2 separate regions of the Capsicum annuum genome follow, and region 2 is linked to region 1. The links are chromatin contacts, called in public Hi-C maps. All regions are on one chromosome and are shown on one strand. Each heading gives the region's core, a stretch centred on a gene start, on an enhancer-like site or on the middle of the called end of the contact. The rest is flanking DNA. Distances are from core to core; before and after follow the strand shown.

Region 1 (6,583 bases), core at 261-2,760:
GGTACACCTAGGGTTTTTTGGATTAATTAATGAAATAGGCACATAAGACAATTGATTGATCTAATAAAGTAACAAATAATATATACTTCAAAGTTCATTTATTAGTAACAAAATAATACTTCAAAGTTCATTTATTTGAAACACTTTAATTGGAGATTGTCCACAAGTTGAAAAAGAGAGAGCACTGTGATTTTTTTTAAAAAAAAGATAATTATGTGGTTGTCTTTCTTTCAGTATTAGTGGTACTTTGTTACTACTTGTTTCGTCTATAATAATTACTCTTAACGATTGTAATGAAAGTTACAATTTTGGCTAAAGAATTATGCGAATAATGATAGATTATACTATATATATGTTGTATTCTAAAAGAGTAATGTTTGATCCTCCTCAAGTGACCCTTTCCTTTTATTCAAACTTTAAGATCAAATAGGCCTCGAAATTGAAACTACCATTTGAATCGAAAATCAACATCATCAACTCTTTGCCTCGTCTACGTAGCATGATGAGCACCTTTGAAGTGCTCTCTCCTACTATATATGGTAGCTAGAGTTTACCAAGAACTAATTGTAACAACGTTTTGTTACAATGACATAATGTCTAGCACACAATCATATAAGTAAAACCAAACATCAACACCCCCATCTCTTAGATGAAAATGTTATTTCTAAAGAAAAACTCTCGTAGTCATCATAAGACATTCTTAAAGAGCTGTTAAAATTTCTAAACAATTGCTAGACTTGAGATGAAGCCTACAAGTAGGGCAAGAAGAATGTGAGAGTAGCCATTTATCAACACAAGCAACATGGAATGAGTGGCTACATTGAGGGAGAACCCTAATTCTCTCTCCATCCATGAAATCCAACAAGCAAATAGCACATGATGATGATGATGTGCATGAACCAGATGAAGAAGAATTTGCATTATTATTATAAGTAGATGTTGGCAAAGCAATCATATCTTTCTTCTTAAGCCCAGTGTTCACTCTCTTTGAAGCTACCCATTCAACTGGCTCAGAGATAGTCCTTTGAGTGCATTGAAACACACATTGTAACATGGAGTTTAGGCCAAGAGCACAAAGCAAAGCACATATTAGGGCTGCAATGATCACTGCCATGTTGATGTTTAGTGCACTTTCATTAATGTTCTGGGGTTGATGATCAAGAAAAGGGGTTTTGGCATCTAGGCTCATGATGGGGCTTTGTGTTGGAGTCATCATGAGGGGTTTATCCATAGAGAAATTAATTAAGAAAATGATTCTGGAATTAGAATTAACAGCCTCTCCTTCCTGATTGATCGATGGTAGAGCTTCAACTAGGGTTGTCACTTAGGAGACATGAAGAAGATATATATGAGGGAGTGAAATGTGAGACTTAATTCAATGATATTAATGGATGTATATTAGGAGGATATGGCTAGTTGGTTATCCATTATAGTTTCTAGCCTTTTTAGTTTATGCTATCATCAAAATGAAAGAAAAAGTGTTTGGGACCCCACCCCCCTCCCTTCCTTCCCAGAAAGAAGGTACTCTATAAGAAAAGAATTAAGAACATGATTTGTTCTCATCCAAGAGATGATAATATTTTTGATTTGATGATATTGGTTGGTAAAGGATAGCCAAGTATATCAACAATATAAAATATTAAAATTCTAGATATTCTTGGTTAATTTAATGATGAAGATAGTACGTTTTGGTGGTACAAATTTCATTGGTGCAAGTAAATGATCATTTTGATAATGATTGGCCATGGCAAGAAATAATATAAAACCAAAAAAAAGTAAGAAAAAGAAATATCGAAAACGATACTAATGGACAAAGCATATTAAGGATGTTTTTTCAAAACAAATAATCAAATAACGGCAGCGTCAACATTCACAAATGCTGACCTAGTTAGAAATATGACATTTAGGAAACCTGAAGGGTCAAAACTAATAAATGCTTTAATATGAAACTTTTGGAATGTGGGATCAAATTAAGCTCAAACCACATTATGTGACTCAATTACTGGCTTAGTCTTTTAAATATTCTTAAGAATATTCAATCCTTAGAAGAAAATTAACTTGATTTCTATATAAACTGTTTTTGTTTTTAAAACCTTTGGGTGGGGAGTGAACGTGAATAAAAAAGAAGAGTGGGAAAAGATGTGTGATCAGTAACTCCTTTTGCTTTTAATTTTAACAAAACGGAAAGAGCAATTCCCAATTTCCCATTATATCAACTACTAGTGTTTGGATGTCTTTAAACTTCCTAAACATTATGAACATTATTTCAGTTAGCCTTATTTTATTTCGTACATGACAAATCTTAATTCTATTTACAATTTAATATTCTACTAAAAGAGATACATCACTAAGTAAAGAAACCATAATTAAGACAACAAGTATTTTCATTTTTGGTCGTCTCAAGTTAGAACCTTGATAATATATGGGGTCATCTTACCACTAATGTGGGGCTTTTTGACTTCCAAATGAGTTTTAAAAAAATAGAGGTAAGAAATATTTAAACGACAATAAACAATATTTCCCATTGCTTGTTTTTCACATGAGAAAATTCTTTTCACCCACAATATTATGTTGGTCGACAAAAACTGACACCACTCCATCAACTGTTTTTTCACTCTCAATAACCACAACATTACTTGATACATTTGTTACAGCATGTGCTGGAAATCCAACCACCCCTCCTCTACAATAAAATGAATATTGTACATGATTTATCTTATTAGGAAATACAAGAATTGATGAAAAATCAGCCACCCACTTCGTTCCATTTCCAGCAACACTCAATTTTCCAGCAGTAGACTTCACGCTCATGCCATTCACATTATTTTGGTCAATAACAACTTGATCAATGTCATTGAACTGTCCATCCAAAGTCAAAATTGGAGTCATTTTTGAAGGGTTTCCACTAAACATGTTGTTAACAACGTTTAGTCCGAAAATTCGACCGTAAATCGCTTTCAAAACAACGTTACCCTCTCCAAGAAAATACCCATTTGAGATGTGAACTAAGAAAGGGTCTTCAATGACTATAGAGTTATAGTCAAGGTAACAGTTATCTATCCTGTTTTGGGATGCTTTAACTAAAATCCCAACCCCACCAAAATATGTTGCCTTGTTGTAACAATGCACCCCTGTGACAATATTTGCCTCACCCCTAAGTACAATCCCAATTGCTGATGAGAAAATTGTAACATCAGTAATGGCATTGTCATTGCTAGCAAGATCAATGGCTATGCCTGAGAAATCCCTCTCACCTCTATCACCACCAACGGTTGGATGTTGTCCCATGAACGTGTTCGATATAAATGTCTCGTGGCCTCTTTGAACGAGGACACCTTCCGTACTAAAGTGAACGAAAAAGCAACTGGTTACGCGAATTCTAGCCGAGTCAACGACATATAGACCTCCTCCTCGATAGCCTGAGTCAAAGAGGATGTCACGAAACGTAATGCCCTCATAGCGAATCGCGACATTTTGATCCCGTCGATCAAAAATGTCACTATGGTGGGAAATGTAGTCCTTATGAAGCTTGGGGGAATCTTGTGACCATAGTTCAATTAGGTGCCTATCGCCTGGAAATGTGTCTGATGCTCTCAGTGTTCCCCCTTTTACCTGAAATATTAAGGCAATTCACCAATCATCACAATGTGACATATATTTTTGGGTGAATATACAGGTCGGTGTCAGGCCTAACTCCTCCATCGTATAGATGGAACCTTAAACATAGGAAAAAAAAAAATCATCACAACGTGACCCTTTTTTTGTATGAAGAAGCACAAAAAAAGTAGGCATAGTAGATAGATATATGCGCCAAGAAAGGGGTAAAATAACTACTTCGATCATATGAATGCAACAGAAAACAGGTTAGGAAAACAATGGATCCTAATAGATATGGACAATCATATTGGGCTTGAGCATAGTATCGGTCAGGAGTACTAACCCAATGGGTTTGGCAATTGATGTAGTCCTTTACCGGAACAACATTTGCAAGAAAGAAAATAAACAACAAATGGTTAGTTGAACCTTTAGCCTTGTGTTTTCAAAAGGGGTTAGAGTGCAAAACGCATCAAAAGTATCCCAGTTTGTTTAGAGCATCATACTTGAACTACCAGGTTATGAGTCAAGTCGGAAAAGTGAACAATTAATAATTCAGTCATATTTTGATAAATAGTCAGTGATAGTTCAAAACTTACACATTACATCTTCAAAAAAAAATAGTCATTGTTCCTGAAATCTTACCTCGTCTATAGGAGCTGAAAAGTGGTTAATTATGAATTCTAAATACAGAATAATTAGACAGGAAAAAGAAAAGGAAAAAAACAGATCAAAAGGAGAAAAAAAGAGTAGAAAAAGGAAAAGACGCATTGATCTAACAAAAGAGAAAAATCTCCTTTATTATTTATCCCTATTCCCTTTGCCTCTTTTAATAAAAGAAAGATTATCTTTACATACAACAAATACTATTTCTCAAAACTTTAAGGGAGTCCTTACTCCTTTTGTTATTAGTATCTTAACTTTAGAAATTAAAGCTTCTTTTGACATGCATGCCTCTTTCTGCTTCTCTTTTTAGCATATTTTATCTTATACGAATACTTCATTAATAAGTATCGCGTTATCTGAAAAATATTCGACTGGAACTTTTTCTAACCATATATATATTAACTAAAAGGATCAAAAGTAATGGGAAAAGATCAAAAGGAGTAGTTGAATTAATGTAACAACCGTAGTGATCTTCTTTAATTTATATGATCTTGTCCTTTCAAATTTGTTAATATTAACAAATTATCTTTTTGATTAATTTCATTGACTAACTTTCTTAAAAGGTATGTCACATTCTACAAAATTAGTATTTATTTTGGATGGGACGAAATGATACTCCTTAAATGAATTTGGACAAATCTCACATTATAAATTAATTTTTGTGATTGAGTTAGTCTCAAAATACATTTTTTCAAATATTATGAGAGTTAGACCCATCTCAATTTATGATTATCGTTATTAAGCCCCCTATATATATTAAAAAATTTGTCTATACATCACATGTTCAATCCTGAATGTGAGATTGGGATCAGATGCTAAATCTCACATCGATAGAATGAGTTAAAAATGATATTTGTATATGAACTTGAGCAGTTATTATAAGCTGATTTTTGAGATTGAACAATTATTATAAGCTGTTTTTTCATTTATCTTTTCGTTTTTCTTAACTCCCTAGGTTGCCACATAGCTAGGCACTTGTCATAGCAATAGATAAAAGCAAGACATGAGATACATTTTCCAATAAAGCAGGACACATGTCTATAGACAACTTAATTGCATCGTTCACCGACAACAACCCCATGAGTAATTTTCAGTTTGAAGAACGCTGCCCAATCAAATCTAAATTGTAATCGCTTGCCACCACTATGTAGTTAGTCTGTTATATTTCTCATTTCAAAATCAGAAAATGAAAGAATGGTATTTGCTCCTCTACGACAGAAAACTAGCAATAATAATGTACTTGGTACTTCCAAAATGGATAGCACATCACATGAGTTTACAAAATACCTATAATGTGTGTGTGATTGCTCAAATAATGTACTTGTCCTTCCAAAATTTATTATGTTTTTGAATATAATAAATTTGATGTTGTGAAAAATGATTTTAGTGAATATATAGTATGTACTATGAGTAAAAATAGTTTATCTCTTGATTTTCATCAAAATTAATACTTATAATAGTTGTGAAGTTTTCTTCTTCTTTTCAATTTCATTATATTATCTTCTTCATGATTATTTAAAATGGAACTCCGATCCGTGATAGGAAATTACCTTCAAGGTGAAATCATTTTAATTAGATTTTATTAACACTTAGGTTAAACAGGTCATAGTGCACATTTTAAGAGTTGTTTTAAGAAAAAGGAGTGAGGGAAGAAGTGTGACATACCACAATGTTGCCAATACCAGGTGGAAATACAATAGGAGTGTTGATTCTGAAATTTCCACCTTGAAAATCAATAATGAGACCACCAAGATCACTAATACCAGGCAGCAACACAAATCCATTTTGCAATTTCAAGGCATCATCAATAGCTTCCTTTATGGCTTCACTGCTATCACTTGTCCCTGTTGGATCTGCTCCATACCCTATGGGAAAAACAACCCTTCCTTCACTCTAAAACCCAAAATCAAAAATAAAAATATTACTATCAAGTGAGGATAATTTTTTTTTAAAAAAATTGTAAATATAATAAAACGCGTCAAATTTAGAAGGAGAAGAATTAAACTAAAGACAAGGAAATAACATTGTTATCTTTCAAAATGAGAAAGGAAACGACATGATACTGAATGTATGTTTGTACCATTACCTTGTTGGCACACTTTGAACAAACAAATTTACGAGAACATCATTTCTTTACTAATTTGATATATTATTAATATTTTTTATTTTTTTTTGTGTGTGTGTGTGTGTTAAAACAAAACGTACTAGAAGTATTAATTATTGTAGTACCTTTTTGGGACTGTAGGTGGGAAGAGAAGGTTGTGGGGAATTTGAAGGTGATGAAGAATAGATGAAAGAGGAAGAATAAGGGAAATGTTTGTGT
Region 2 (7,290 bases), core at 531-3,030, 39 kb before region 1:
ATGTGGTTTGTGAATGTAGTTTGGCAATTATCTGGAAAAGGCAAAAGAGGAAAGGATATTAAGACGATGATCTCTGTCCTTTTATCATTTGTTCAAACAGCATTTTTTTCTTGAACAAGGTTACATATTTGATATATAATCAAAAGAGTATCCCTCAGCATGAAGACTGTGCTAAGAGAATCATTGTCACCGGAACCCCAACAAACATAACCGATTTGTTAACTAGTTACAATGATCCAATAATGTTTTAACTACAGAATCTACATCTTCTGCTAGGCCCTCCTTGCACCAAAAATGAAACAAAAAATACACAATTCATTTTAATCTTCTGTGGAGTTGGCTACATCTTCAAAATAGCGTTCATTCCTCTTCCTTCATATTGTCCACCAGATGCATGTAGGAATAATTTTCCACCATCTCTTCTGCCTTACCAAATTGCCTGGATCATTCCTGCATGGAAACAACTTAGCAGTTTTCCGAGGCATTATCCATCTGAGCCCTTTCATACTCAGTAATAGCTGCATCCGAGTACTGGTAATTTTGCAATGGATAAATATGTTCCATTTTATCCCTCGCAGAGTAAACATTTAGAACACATAGAAAACATTGTGCAAATGGCACTTGGAGCAATGTAAGGGTAGCACGGGAAACAATAGGATGGTATATAAGGTAACGTTAAATTGGAGAATACAACGGAATTGCCTTCTGCATACCCCACTTGTTGGACTATACCGGGTATGATGTTGTTCTAGTGAATATTATGAAGTGTAAACGGCTTGGTGGCACATCTTATAATGGAATATCAACATTATACATCAGTGTTAGGTGTTCTAGTCTTTTATCATCTCTGTGCAACTGTCATTTTCTTGTAGGTTCTCGTATTCTTAGATCCTTTATATTTTAAGCTGACGGAATTTCGTGCAACAGTGTTTGAATGATTCTTTTTCTCCAGTGCAACACTCTTGTGTAAATTCAAGTTTTGACTTTGTTGGTTTCCACATTGGTATGGTTTCATTTGTTGAGAGGCCTGGAGCTTTTTAGTTAGTATATAGTAATTTACTCAACCTGTAATGAAGTGTTCACGAGCTTTTGCAGTTTGCTTCCCCTGTATGATGCGGCTCGGTTGACAATATAAAATTGAGCAGTATGTAGTTATGAGAGCTTTTTGCTATGTTGATGAAATGAACATAAGATACTTGTTGCAGATTCAAACAGTAGCAAAGCATCGAAATATTTGGGTGGAGAATGCTGATAGATTGGTTGCTGGTTTCCTTGAGATGTTTGAAGAGGGCTGCCACAAAATGGTTCGATCTCTCTCCCACCTTCCCCGTCCCTCCTAACCCCCATCCTCTTCTTGTCTCTATCTGGTGGTGTGTTTAATCCTCCACAGTTTCTAGGCACAAAAAATTTAGCACCTCGCACGCACACAGTGAGAGTGGTTTTAATTTGCACATCTGATCATACATATTGGGCTTTCAACAGGGGACCGTCATAAGAGACCGAATTCAAGAGCAGATGAGGACCAAGAGTATAAAAGGGCTTCTATATGACCACGAGGATGATGATGAATATGATTACTATTACGGCAGCAGTGACGATGATGAAGAATACTACGATGGTGAAGATGAAGAATAGTGTTCCTCACTTTTTTCATGTTATGTGGTGAAACTCTCACCGTGTAAAATGTAGTTTATGGATCAAATTTGGATGAAGATGTATAACGGTTGGATGCGCGTGCAATATGCGTGTTTTCTTTGGTAGAATGTAGTGGCCGTTTAGTTGTGTTGTAAACCGTGATCAAGCATAGTCTTGTACCATAACACTGTCAAGCAGAGTGATTTGTCTAATACGAGATGAATAATCATATGTTTTTGAAAATACTACTTTATTTTCTCCTTTTCTTCTTTTGACAATTGCATAGCTAGGAATCCTCACCTCTTCTTCTGGAGTTTCTTATCAAAATAAAAAAGGAAACTACCTAGCTGCAGCTAATAAGCTATTCAGTTTGGTAGTTCTTGGCTTCTCTGGCTACCTTGTAAATGTAGTTATGATTTTTCTGGTCTGCCTGTCAACAACATGCCTAGTATATTCCCACATAGTGGGGTCTGGGGAGGGTAAAGTGTACACAGATCATACAACTACCTCAGGTGAAGTACAGAGGTTGTTTCCGATAGACCCCTCCGGCTTAGGACCGATAGTATTATAACAAACACAAATCATAAATGCATATAAATTAGTACAATTTGTCAAATTATACTACAATCACAAGATAATCTAAAAACTATTTATCTGAAATCATAGACATCACTCGGCACCACGAACAAGAAATTTCAGACACAAATAAAGAGCACTCCCCTATTGTTACCGACGTACTCTCACCCCCTAACCCTCTACCCTAATTCGCGTTCTCCACACCTTCCTATTAAGGGTCATATCCTCCATAAGCTGTAACTACTCCATATCATGCCTAATCATCTCCCTCCAGTATTTCTTTGGCCTACCTCTACCCCGCCTAAAACCATCCATAGCCAGTGTTTTACACCTCCGCACTGGCGCATCCGAGCCCCTCCTCATCACATGCCCAAACCAACGTAACCTTACTTCTCACATCTTGTCCTCCACCGAGGCCACTCCCACCTTCTCCCGAATAATCTCATTCCTTACCTTATCTTTTCTGGTATGACCACGCATCTATCACAACATCCTCATCTCTGCCACCATCAACTTTTGGATGTGGGAGTTCTTAACTGGCCAACACTCCGCTCCATACAATATAGCCGGTCGAACTACCACTCTGTAGAACTTCCCTTTAAGCTTCGGGGGTACCTTCTTATCACATAAAACTCCCGAAGCGAGCCTCCATTTCAACCACCCAGCCCCAATACAATGTGTGGCATCCTCTTCAATCTCACAATTGCCCTGAATCATAGACCCCAGATACTTGAAACTCTCCTTCTTCTGAATAGCCTGAGAGTCCAGCTTCATAACCACACCAGTCTCCGGCGACACATCACTAAACTTACACTCCAAGTAATTCGTCTTGGCCCTGCTTAACCGAAATCCTATAGACTTAAGAGTCTATCTCCAGTCTCTAACATATCATTTACTCCTCCTCGAGTCTCGTCAATCAGCACTACATTATCAATAAATAACATACACCAAGACACCTCCCCTTGAATATGTCGCGTCAAAACATTCATCATCAAGGCAAATAAAAAAGGGCTAAGATTCGATCCCTTATGCAACTCTATCAAAACCAAAAAGTGCTCCGAATCTCCACTTACCATCCTCACCCGAGTCTTCGCGCCATCATACATGTCCTGAATCAACCTAGTGTACGCCACGGGTACCCCTCTAGCCTCTAAACACCTCCACAAAATCTCCCTGGGAACTTTGTCACAAGCCTTCTCAAGATCAATAAACACCATGTGCAAGTCTTTCTTCCTCTCCCGAAACTTCTCTACTAATCTCTTCACAGGGTGAATGGCCTCAGTAGTTGAACGACCTGACATGAAACCGAACTGATTCTTAAAGATAGTCACGCTCTTTTTCAGCCTCAACTCTGCCACCCTTTCCCAAACCTTCATAGTATGACTCAACAATTTAATGCATCTATAGTTGTTGCAACTGTGAATGTTTCCCTTGTTCTTGTACAATAGAATCATCGTACTCTACTGCCAAGCTTCAGGCATCTTTGCCGCCTTATAAATGATGTTAAACAACCCTATCAACCACTCTAAACCTTCCCCGCGCCAGTACTCTTCCAAAAATCCACTGAAATCTCATCTGGTCCTGTCGCCCTACCCCGATGCATCCTGCAAATAGCCCCCTTGACCTCCTCCACCTCGATTTGCCTACAATAACCATAGTCGCGACACTCCTCAGATTTTCCCGTCACCCAATAAGAGACCTTTGTCCCTCTCGTTATTCAAAAGTTTACGAAAATAGGACTGCCACCTCTTCCTAATGAGGGCATCCTCAACCAACACAGTACCATCTTCGCCCTTGATGTACTTCACTTGGTTAAGGTCACAAGCCCTCCACTCTCTGGCCTTGGCAAGCCTATACAACTTCTTATCCCCGCCTTTCTCATCTAAAACCGCTTACAAGCTCTCAAAAATTATCGTCTGAACTACTGTAATCGCAAGCTTAGCCTCTCTCCTAGCTACCTTATATTCCTCCTTATTCGTTTGCCTCTCCTCATTATCCTTTCTCTCAACCAACTTAGCATACGCCATCTTCTTAGACTTCACCTTTCTCTTAACCTCTTCGTTCCACCACCAGTCCCCTCGATACTTGCCAGATCGATCTCTTGAGACACCCAACATCTCTCTAGCGGTCTCCCTAATGCAATTGAAAGTTGTCTCCCACATAATATCCGCATCTCCTCTACTCTCCCAAGTCCCTCTGCTCCTCAACTTCTCCCTCCATCTCCAAAGCACTAGCCAAAGTCAAGCTACTCTACTTAATCCTGGGCCGAACCTCCATACTCCTCTTCTTTTTGCCCTTATTGATTACCAAGTTCATCACCAACAACCTATGCTGAGTTGAAAATTTTTTGCTAGGTATGACTTTATAGTCTTTACGCTTTACAATTTTTACAGCGCTCTATCACCCTTTCTAAGGAGCAAAAAGTCTATCTGAGTTTTGGCCACTGAACTACGAAACGTAATAAGGTGATCATCCTTCATCGGAAAGCTCAAATTCACTATCCATAACCCAAAAGCCCTAGAAAAATTCAAAAGAGAAGCTCATCCTTCATTCCTCTCCCCAAAAGCGAAACCGCCATGCACACCATCATAACCTCTCGATGAAGACCCAATATGCCCATTGAAGTCTCCTCCCACGAAAAGCTTCTCAGTGCTCGGGACGGTCAAAACCTCCCCAAAACCCGTCTTCTCCTCCTCGTCCAAACCTACTTGCAGAGCTTAAGCTCTAATAACATTCACCGTAGACCCTCTCACGACCAACTTAATAGACACCAACCTATCACTGACTCTCTTAGTCTTGACCCACATCATATTATTTTACCTTTATTAGATCCGGATAAAAATATAACCTGCGATTCTTTCCATGAAAAACCTTCACCTTTTGTTGAGGGTGAGTGAAATGAAGAACAAAAGGTAAGCGTTTTTTGGTAGAAAGAACCACAGACTAATTTTTTTTTTTTGGATCTAATGCAAGTAAAATAATATGATATGGTGGATTTTTAAATTTTAGGTAAAATAATATAAGAAATTCAGATATATGCACAGTATTATGCTACGTGTTTCTCTAGGTAACTTATTATGGCCTAAAAATTTGACGGTAAGGACATTGACTAGCTAAAAGTATAATTAAGAAGGATATTTGCGTATCACTTTTGAAAGTTTGGGAGTAAATCTATAATCTATAATCTATATCTATAATTTATAATCTATAATCTATAATCTATATCTATATCTATATCTATAACATATTAAAAGTGTGAATGGCCTTAGAAATGTCGTTTGAACTTTTTGTCCTCCATTAAAAGTCTTTGCTTTCGATAAAATCGTCTTTTCACTATTTTTTTAATATTTAAGAATTAAAAATTAATTAAATATATTTATGCTAAAGCTTTTTCTTATTAGAAGTCATAAAAATTAATGATAACTAATATTTTTTTCATTAGCTTAGGAATTCTAAATCAACTAAATTTGATTTTAAGAAGATTTAAAAAGTTTATAAATCTACATCTACATCTATAATATATTAAATTTATTAATCACTTGAAACTTCTGGTGGTAAAATATAAGGAAAAGGACATGGGCTGGTCATTTAATAAAAAATGGCCCATAATTTTAAAATGTGGACAACTGTAGCCAGTCGACCCAATTTAATTCCCTTTTTTAGCCATTTGTCCAATTGGACACATGCAGTCTCTATACTCAATTGATACACTTTTATACCATATTGATACACTCTTATACTACATTGATACACTTTTTAAAAAAGAGAAAGATAATTTTATGCAAGCACATGCAGTCCCTATACCCAATTGATACTCTTTTATACTATATTGATACACTTTTATAATAAGAGAGAAGGGATATCTATGCATGCATATTCAGTGTCCATATACCCAATTGATACTCTCTTATACTAGATTGATACACTTTTATACCACATCGGTAAAGTATATATACCACACAAATACACCTTTTATAGAGGAAATCTGTTTAAGCATACAGTAGCTATACAAAATTGATACAATACATATAGCACATTCATACACCTAATCTGAGTTAAGATGGAGAAATATCTATAATTTTCGGCGCAACCCAGATGGGATTTTGATTATAGCTCAAAAAATTTGGGTTCTTTGAGTAAAACAAACTGGCAAGGTCAAGAATGAGGATATAATTAACAGAATACTGGTGGGGTTGATTTTCAAGAACGTAAAACTGGATTTCAAGAATCAACTAGTGGTGTTAGAAGTTACTTTCCAAAGGATGTTGAAGGGTTTAAGCAGAACCCACATGCGCAAAATGGGAACTTTTCATCTGGGTATGGGAGTTTATCCTCACAAAGTAGTGATTTTGGGTCTCGAAAGGATTATCAAAGTACTTTAGTTGATAATAGAAATTATAGTAGTTACAGTGGTGGAAATGCGTCAAATTTGTTGCGTAGTTCTTGGTTTGAGGAAGGTTTAGAAGCTCAACCGAGTCACAGAGGAGTATATGGGCAGTATCACCAGAATGGAAATGGTTATGACGGTGGCTATGTACTGGATATTTAATTGTGGTGCTATTTTTATGGTATTATTTTAGTTTTAGGTGCTATTTTTGTCCTTTTCCCTAAAATATACCTGTGCTTACAATAAAATATATGTTTTGATCATTTTGCACTTCATTAAAAACCCTCGTGATAGATAAAATCGTCTAATTTTAAATAATAAAAAATTACACGTGCGACTAAACTAGCATAATCCAAAAGAATGACGGTAAGGGCATTGGCAACTTAAAAGCATAACGAAGGGTATTTGCATAGCATTTTTAAAAGCAGAGGTATATTTGGCCTTTATCCATTTCTACTTTTATCTTATCGCTGTTAGCTTGTTATTGTTCCTTTTTCATCTCAATTTGAGTTAAGAATTTATTGAAAACAACCTCCATGATATCATATCATAAGGATAAAATTTACGTATACACTATATATCCTCTTCAGATTCCATGTGTGAAAGTATATTGAATTTGTTGTTGTAATTTCTAATTGCACGTAGTTTTGTCGTAGTATTGGGTGTGAACTAATTGTTTAGCACCTTCAATT

What was found. A called contact is a pair of places that touch in the nucleus more often than the background predicts.
Region 2: a Hi-C map of leaf shows a contact between it and region 1, with 2.0 times the contacts expected there. The contact joins the enhancer-like site here to the promoter of LOC107861073 in region 1. A contact is called at or near these places in 2 of 5 Hi-C or Micro-C datasets (leaf and placenta).

Annotation. Positions count from the first base shown.
Region 1 is chr2:105,287,086-105,293,668 of UCD10Xv1.1, reverse strand. It overlaps LOC107861073 (RING-H2 finger protein ATL73), which reads right to left and starts at 1,510. Exons shown (of 1, transcript XM_016706463.2): 1 at 261-1,510. The coding sequence starts at 1,231. The coding sequence ends at 701. LOC107858891 (polygalacturonase QRT3) reads right to left here. Exons shown (of 3, transcript XM_016703696.2): 1 at 6,490-6,583; 2 at 5,926-6,153; 3 at 2,503-3,612. The coding sequence ends at 2,536.
Region 2 is chr2:105,325,786-105,333,075 of UCD10Xv1.1, reverse strand. It overlaps LOC107858892 (choline-phosphate cytidylyltransferase 1), which reads left to right. Exons shown (of 8, transcript XM_016703697.2): 7 at 1,206-1,304; 8 at 1,483-1,881. The coding sequence ends at 1,635. Among protein-coding and RNA genes, the nearest start is that of LOC107858892, 13 kb to the left of the region's middle. Within about 2 kb of position 1,780, at least 2 of the 5 cell types and tissues checked have an H3K27ac peak or open chromatin away from gene starts, as enhancers often do. A contact at or near this core is called in leaf, where this site is marked.